2 separate regions of the Sus scrofa genome follow, and region 2 is linked to region 1. A link is a contact called in public promoter capture Hi-C data. All regions are on one chromosome and are shown on one strand. Each heading gives the region's core, a stretch centred on a gene start, on an enhancer-like site or on the middle of the called end of the contact. The rest is flanking DNA. Distances are from core to core; before and after follow the strand shown. Region 1 holds the start of MRPS28 (mitochondrial ribosomal protein S28). Region 2 holds the start of HEY1 (hairy/enhancer-of-split related with YRPW motif protein 1).

What was found. Promoter capture Hi-C pulls out the DNA fragments that hold promoters and counts their contacts.
Region 2: a contact with region 1 is called in a promoter capture Hi-C map of fetal skeletal muscle, with 9 times the contacts expected there. The contact joins the promoter of HEY1 here to the promoter of MRPS28 in region 1. A contact is called at or near these places in 5 of 5 promoter capture datasets (fetal liver, fetal skeletal muscle, liver and 1 more), 27 of 47 Hi-C or Micro-C datasets (adipocytes, alveolar macrophages, brain and 15 more) and 2 of 2 datasets of contacts at active chromatin or transcription factors (alveolar macrophages and skeletal muscle).

Annotation. Positions count from the first base shown.
Region 1 is chr4:56,606,196-56,610,141 of Sscrofa11.1, forward strand. It overlaps MRPS28 (mitochondrial ribosomal protein S28), which reads left to right and starts at 1,547. Exons shown (of 3, transcript NM_001185168.1): 1 at 1,547-1,767. The coding sequence starts at 1,552.
Region 2 is chr4:56,857,925-56,861,749 of Sscrofa11.1, forward strand. HEY1 (hairy/enhancer-of-split related with YRPW motif protein 1) reads left to right here and starts at 1,716. Exons shown (of 5, transcript XM_005663011.3): 1 at 1,716-2,288; 2 at 2,560-2,635; 3 at 2,770-2,865; 4 at 3,129-3,210. The coding sequence starts at 2,200.

The DNA.
Region 1 (3,946 bases), core at 297-2,796:
GTGTGTGTGTGTGTGTGTGTGTGTGTGTCTGTCTTTTTAGGGCCACACTCATGGCACATGGAAGTTCCTTGGCTAGGGGTCAAAGCAGAGCTGTAGCTGCCCACCAACACAGAATCTGAGCTGTGTCTGTGACCTACACCACAGCTCACGACAATGCTGGATCCTTAACCCACTGAGCGAGGCCAGGGACTGAAGCCAAGTCTTCATGGATGCTAGTCGGGTTTTTCACCGCTGAGCCACAATAGGAACTTGGACCACACTTTTTCCTGAAGGGAAATAGAGTAGCAGCAGCCATAGAAAATAATGCAAAAATATCTCAGACAAGACGTCATTAATGGTCAGGGGCAATAAATGGTTTATGTACCAAAAGGGAGAACTCACCTGGAGTAGAATTTAAGTCCCCTACGGAATTTGAGAATTACCCTACCTGTGGCTAGTAAGAAGTCACATGTCATTCATACACTTAAGCGCCATTTCAAGGTTAATGCACTTCCAGTGTTGTCTCTACTGTCTATGCAGTTGATGAAAACATCAAATAGGTTTAAAATCCATAGTCAAAGGCATTTAAAAATAAAGACTATGGCCACACATAAAAACGCCTTCCATCAAAGGATTTGCAAATGAGCTGGAAAAGTGCCTGCTGCCTACCCCCAAATAAATAAATGCTCGTTAATAGATAACTGCTGGGTAGAAGATGGATGGACAGCTTAATTCATAAACATTTCAAGTATGGCGTTAGGCTCGGTTTGGAAGAGGGTGGGCAAATTCTGGCAATCAACGTTGTGAGAGAAAAAGGGAGAAAATCATGTGAGGGTGGGGCCCCTAGTGGTACATATTTAGGCATTACGAAACTCAATTCCCTAGAAGGGATTATAGCTAAACCAAAAACATCTAGTATTTTTGTGACGTTGGTGGACTGACTGCAGAGTAGGCCACGAAAGACAATCTTGGATCCAGGCTTTCACAAATGGTTGAGCCCTACTATGTACCCGCGATAGGGGATCCAGCAGCAAAATACTTGCCCTCGTGATTTACAAATTGAGAAGGCAGACTCTAAACAAAATCACTATAAGTAAATGACATGGCATATTAAGAAGCGCTAAATGGTATAGAGAAAATCGCAGGAGCCCAATACTGTCTGGAGTTCCAATTTGAAATAAGATAACCAAGGAGAATGGCGCATTTAAGCAAAGACCAGGAGAGCGGTGGGGAAACAAGCCTTGGGGCCACCTGGGCATAGGCGCAGGCGGCGGGGCCAGCTGGTGTCACATGACCAGAATTTACAGCAGTATTGTAAAAGGAACCTATAGGAAGGCGAAATTACTGCGAGCCAAAAAGCTTCTCATGCAAAATTTAGCGGGTCGCTGCCGGTAAGGAACCTCTAACTACCAGACTTGGTTTAAGAGCCTCTCATATCACACCACCCCGGTGCACAGACTAGGCTACGCCCACAAGCCCAGAGTCCTCTGCAAGTAGGTGGACCTCTTGTTGCTCCGCCCCGTGACCTGCGCGCCTGCGGAGAAGCCAAAGGTCAGGGGTTGTAGAGCCGTCATGGCGGCGCTGTGTAGGACCCGTGCTGTGACCGCAAAGAGTCATTTTCTGCGAGTGTTTTTCTTCTCTCGGCCCTGTAGAGGCACAGGCACTGAAAGTGGCTCCGGAAGCGAAAGTTCTGAGTCCACGGAGCCTAAACAGCGCCCAGGCGGCTTCGCGAGCGCTTTGGAGCGGCACTCCGAGTTGCAGCAGAAGGCGGAGTTCGGGCGGATGAGAGTGAGTCGCGGGAGTTACGCTAGAGACGCGGCGGCGGGCGGGGCCGGAGGGTAGGGCGGAGCCCGGCATCTGGGATGGAGGCGTAGCCCGCCGTTTGGGTCCCTCCGGGAGCCAGGACCGAGCTCGGCGTAGGGGGTGTGGCGCTGGGGTCAGGGCGGAGCACGACGTAAGTGGGTGGGATTGAGAGGCTGGGGCAGGTCCAGCGTGGGGAGTGGAGCAAGGGGTGGCGGTGTGTTCTACTTGTTTTAGCCGCAGTGTGGTTGGAACAGAGCGCGTGGTGATTCTCCTCCGTTTGTAGTACTTTTGTACGGTATCTGTATGCTAGGCCTCCGCTGTTCACACTCCTTTGCACTTGTCCTCCTGAGCCGAGTGCTGGAAAGAAATCAGCAGCGAGCGCTGCCAAAGCGGCGTCTAGGGCGACTCTGGGGACCTGGAGTAGAGTTGGACTCTCACCGGTAGAGGCAGGGCTCTCTGCAGGTGGTGGTGTTCTACACAGTAGCTACAGCATGGAGCTAGTGTCTGGCGTGCCAGGATCTTCATTTATATTTCTTAATTCAGTGGATAGGCGAATGGGAAAATTACCGCTCCGAACTTGCGCAAGTAATTTAACTTGTCAGCGCTTCAGTTTCTTTTTCTGTAAATGATCTTAAAAAATCCATCTGTTGGGCAATAATTTTGTAAAATACGATAGAGTTACTAGATAAATGAAAGGGAAGAAGTACACATAAATACTATTCAGATTTTTTGAGTCAGCAGACATGGAATTGGATGTCTGGCATTATAATTTAATATTTATATAATTTAATATAAAAATAAACTCAGTTTCTGTGCTTATCTCCTTGGGAACCAGTACCAAACAGTTCACAGTTGGATAGTGTCCTGAATTATAGAAAACTTCCTGGCATCTAGCACAGTGCTTGACTTTTAGTGGGCACTGCATACGTGTTTGCCAAGTGGGTGAATGAATGAATAGTACACATAGTGTACATGTGAACTTATGTTGTGCCTGGGCTGTCTTTGAATTGCTGTCTTTGTGCGACTGCTTACAAACAGTTGTACAAGTGAGGGTAGTACAGGCTTGAGCATGTAAGTTAAATGCGCTAGTCCAGAATGGTAACTGAGCAAAGACAATTGTTAAGCGTAATAATAGAACTGAAAGTTTTATTTTAGTGTTTATTGGAAGTTTTCAGTGCTTTCCTATTATATTTATGGTAAGAAATGTGAGCAGTTGTTAGGCACTGAATAAAAATTCACCTTTGTGAAAAATCTTTTGAAGTTTCTTGATCTATTTAATTGAAGAGTATCCTGATAATACAAGATGAATAAAGTTCGTCTTTATTGTGTGATCAGGACTTTTGAAAAAAAACTGATGCAAAGTATGAAAGTAGTATTTCCTTATTTTAAAAAGAGAATTTAAATATCATTGAAGGTTATTATGTGAAATATGAAAGACCTTTTTCACTTTCTCAAACCTGGAAGGTGTATTTTTTTTAAAATGCCTACTGCTGGAGATTTTATATATGTATATATGAATATAAGCTAACTATATATATATATATGTACTTAAAATCATACAAGTTATTGGTACTCTTTGTTTGTTTTGTCTTTTTAGGGCCACACCCATGGCATATTGAAGTTCCCAAACCAGAGGTCGAATCCAAGCTGTAGCTGCCAACCACGTTCTGAGATGTACACTGTTCTGAGATATCCGCCAGGGGTTGGTTCCAGGATCCTCTACAATAAATACCTGGATGCTCAAGTTTCTTATAAAAATGATACAGTTAGCTCCCTGCAGCTTCCACGTCTGTGAATACAGAGGGCTCACTCTACCTCACTGAAAAAATACTTGTTCAGTATTCCATGGTGTGGACATAGGGTAATTTATTTAACCACACCTTCGCTAACAAGCTTCTAGGTTGTTTCTGTTTTTTTGTTTTTTTGTTTTTTTTCCCCTTAACATAGACAGAGCTACAGTGAGCATTTACATTTTTTTTTCGTGTTTATGGGATATATACTGGGTTAAAATGTACACACGATTTGAGTTGGTAGATACGGATTGTTTATACCACACTCCCACTCACATTGCATGACACTGCCTGTTTCCTCACCCACTTATGCATGTGGGGTATTAATAAGTGGATTTTCTGATACTGGACAGTAGAAAAAATACGGAAATTGG
Region 2 (3,825 bases), core at 466-2,965, 250 kb after region 1:
AAGAAACTGAACGTCAGAGAAAATTCTGGGAGGCCAAGAGGAGTGGGTGGATGGTTTCCTATGCCTGGACCACAAGGTTCTGGAAGGGAAGAGGCAGGTGGCAATGATGTGCTTGACGGAAAACTATGAGGCTGGAACGGACCTGCCAGGTAGAATTTCTCTGGTTAACCTCAGAGAGCTCTGCTGTTACCTGTGCCAACAGAGGAGACGCTGGATAGTGGGGGCAACTGACAAGAAGTCTCTGGTGGCATACCAGGGATCCAGGGTGCTTGGTGTGCCAGGAACAACAAATCCAGTTGGCTGATGGAGGAACCCAGCCTGGACAGAGGAGGCCATTAGGAAGGACTGACTGAGGGGCTGGAGGTGAAAGTGAAGTGCAGTAAGGGTCAGGAAGTGGTATGACTGTGTGTGTGTGTGTGTGTGGGGGGGGGTGAGAATGTACACGAAGCAGGCTCAGGCCACTCATAATGTATGGCATCCAAAATGCGTTATGACAGCACTGAGATCAATAATTAATGACGGGCTAGAAACAGACAAGCACTCTGCAAAAGTGAGAATATTTTGGTTATGCTGAACAGTATTTATCAAGCATTCCCCCACTAGGGACTGCAGGATCAGGGGTCACAGGAGTGGACTTGGGAGGAATCGAATTGCCCTACTCCTTTGTGGACCGATTGAGGAGCCCAGATTTCCAAATTCAAAACAACTGTTTGGCTGTTTCCACGAATGAGGAATTAGCCCGAGATATAATACAATATATATATTTAAAACATCTATCTTCTTGAGGACTTGGGATTTCAAGCGGCATCCAGTACCTGCCACGCCACCTCCGAGGCGGGAGGTGTGCAGGTTGTGCGTGTGTGTGCACGCGTTCCAACAGCAAGGGCAGCCTCTGGAGCAAATGCGCAGCCCCGCCACCCTGTCGCCCGCTGAGATCTGGCCGCCAACGCCTGGAAAAACAAAAATAAAAACCCAAAATAAAAAAATGTGACGAATATCTCCAGGGGCCTTTCCCCCTTCTCCAGTCTTCGAGAAAACAAGCACTACATTGCCCCGGAAATTAGATGCACAGGGGAATTCATTTTATCCTGGAGGCTGGGAAGCCCCTGCGGAAGCGAGACCGACTGCTCCCAGAAACCGAAAAAGAACATTCCCTGAAACCACATCTTCCTCTACATGAGCCCGGGCCCTGGGCTGGCGGCCACTGTGGATGGCGCCCCGGCGGCCGTTCGCCTGGCGTCCTGCACCCTTCGCAGAGCGCTCGGCTCGCCGCCCGGCCAGGTGCATCGAGCCCCGCTCTGCCGGCAGCGCGCGCCTCCCGCCGCCGGACACGGGCGGCCCAGCAGCCGAGATTTACCACGGCGCAGGGCGGCGGCTTCCGGGGCCGCCCGGCGCCCAGGCTCCAATTACAGGTTCACACGGGGGGCCCGGCCCAAGGCTGCCCAGCCCCCGCTGGCGCGCCCTCGCTCCCCCGCCTGCCCATTCTTCTCCATTCATGCGGACGCCCAGCGCCGCCGCCGCCGCCGCCGCCAGCGCGGCCGCCGTCGCCGCCGCCGGCCGCCCGGATTGGCTGGTGGCCGCGGCGCCGGCAGTTTCCCACGGCCCGCGGCGCGTGCGGCTCACCGGCGGCGCTGCAGGCGCGGCCCTGGCGGGCGGCCAGACCAATCCAGGCGCGCGGGGAGGGGAGGTGCCGCAGCCGCCGGCGGGCTTATGCCCCGGCCCGGCCTCCCCCGCCTGCCCGCCGCGGGCCCACAGCCGCCCGCGCCTCCTCCTTCCCCCCAGCTGAGACCCGGCGGAGCCCCTGCGGAGCCGACGCACCGCCGCCGGCCAGGGGCGGGCGCGGAGGGCGGGGGCGGGGTTCGCCCTAGCCCTCGGCCTCGCCCCTGCCCCCTCCCCTGAGAGGCTGCCAATCAGCAGAGCGAGAACCCGGATTGGTCGACGGAAGGCTATTGCGCGGGGGAGGGGGCGCGGCCCCGCCCCTCCGCCCTCTTTACCCGCCCCCTTCACTCCCCCGCCCTCCCCAGGGTCTTGGGAAGGGGCGCAGCGTGGGAAAGGGATGGTTGAGTTTTAACCGGAGGCAGAGCGTGAGCTGGACCAGTGTGTGCGGAACGCGAGCAGCCGAGCGCGGAGAGGCGCCGTGCTGTTAACTCCTTCTTGCCCGCCGCGCCGACCCTCCCCCGGAGTACCCACGCAGCCAGCATGAAGCGAGCCCACCCCGAGTACAGCTCCTCCGATAGCGAACTGGACGAGACCATCGAGGTGGAAAAGGAGAGTGCGGATGAGAATGGGTGAGTTGGAGGCGGCCGAGCGGAGCCTGAACGCGAGGCCAGCGCTGGCTGGCTGCGGTGACAGCGCACGAGGGCCCGGGGCTTCTCGGCGCCCAGCGCTGACCTCTGCGCATCTTTGGCAGGCCTCCGTCCCCCGGTGAGGGACCCTCAAGGCGCTTTCACGCCCAAGTTGCCAAAACAACCAGAGTACCGGGAGGGCGTAGAGGCGACCTTTCAGATCACCTCCTCTGGCTTAACGGTGATTCCTGTTTCTCCTCCCGACCCCATTTAGGAACTTGAGTTCGGCTTTAGGTTCCATGTCCCCAACTACATCTTCACAGATCTTGGCCAGAAAAAGACGGAGAGGCGTGAGTATCTTAGTGCTTTTTTTGGGCGGGGGGTTGTTTTGTTTTAATAATTAACGGAAAGAACCACCTTCCGTCACTTTGGCATTTACAGTTGTAATGGAAATGCCCCCATTTGTTTTGCCTGCTTTCTTCAGATCATTGAGAAGCGCCGTCGAGACCGGATCAATAACAGTTTGTCTGAGCTGAGGAGGCTGGTACCCAGTGCTTTTGAGAAGCAGGTAATGGAGAAAGTAGGTAGAGCTCTTAGTGTAGCTATCCACGCCTTCAGAATCTTTCCCTCATTAATCTGAACCTCACCAGTATCTTGGAACATAATCGCGTTGTTTGTGCGGAGGAGATGAATTCATCCAGATTCCAACATATCTTGCGAAGACAATTAATTTTGTGGTCGTTTGCACTTTTATGATTTACAAAGCAAAAGCATGCCTATATATTTAAGTTGTTCCCCAAAAGCACTTGGTGCCAGATCAGTTTTTGCTGTCCTCTTCTCTAGGGATCTGCCAAGCTAGAAAAAGCCGAGATCCTGCAGATGACGGTGGATCACCTGAAAATGCTGCACACCGCAGGCGGGAAAGGTACATCTCTAGTCTGGGGTGGGGGAGGGGAGTCCTGAGTGTTTGCGGGTAGAGTGAACAGCTGCTGATGGCTAGGATTGGTGCAGTCGCTGCCTTCTTTTTACTGTGTGCTTTGGGGGCGGGGAGAGAACAGTGCGTGGTGTGTGGGGTTGCCTGCCAGTGCCTTTTTATATGCACATAGGTTTTTCCAGGGAGTGCGTCACCCCAGCCCTCTACAAATTAAACTTATGCACCTTCTTTTGGAAAATACTTACTACGTGTGAGATGCCCAAAAGTTGTGACAGCTCTGATTCAAATAAAGTAGCTTTCGCCACATTTGTGTATTGTCATTTTGAGAACAAGCTTTTTTTTTTTTTTTAAAGTGTATGGTCTTAATTTAATATCCAAGATTTTTAAAAAATGAGCTGCCACGCGACTCTTGAGGAAAGAAACCTGTTGTGGTTAAGTAAAGAAAACCCAAAGGAAGGTAGGAGACGGAGGTCTGAGTGTCTGTCTCCAGCCGGAAAATGCTTTACTTTGGACCAAGTGCCTAAAAGCTCCGTGATGATAACTTACATCTGTGTGTCTAATGAATTTCACTACTCTGTGGTTTTTCTGTCCTTGATGTAGTTTTTG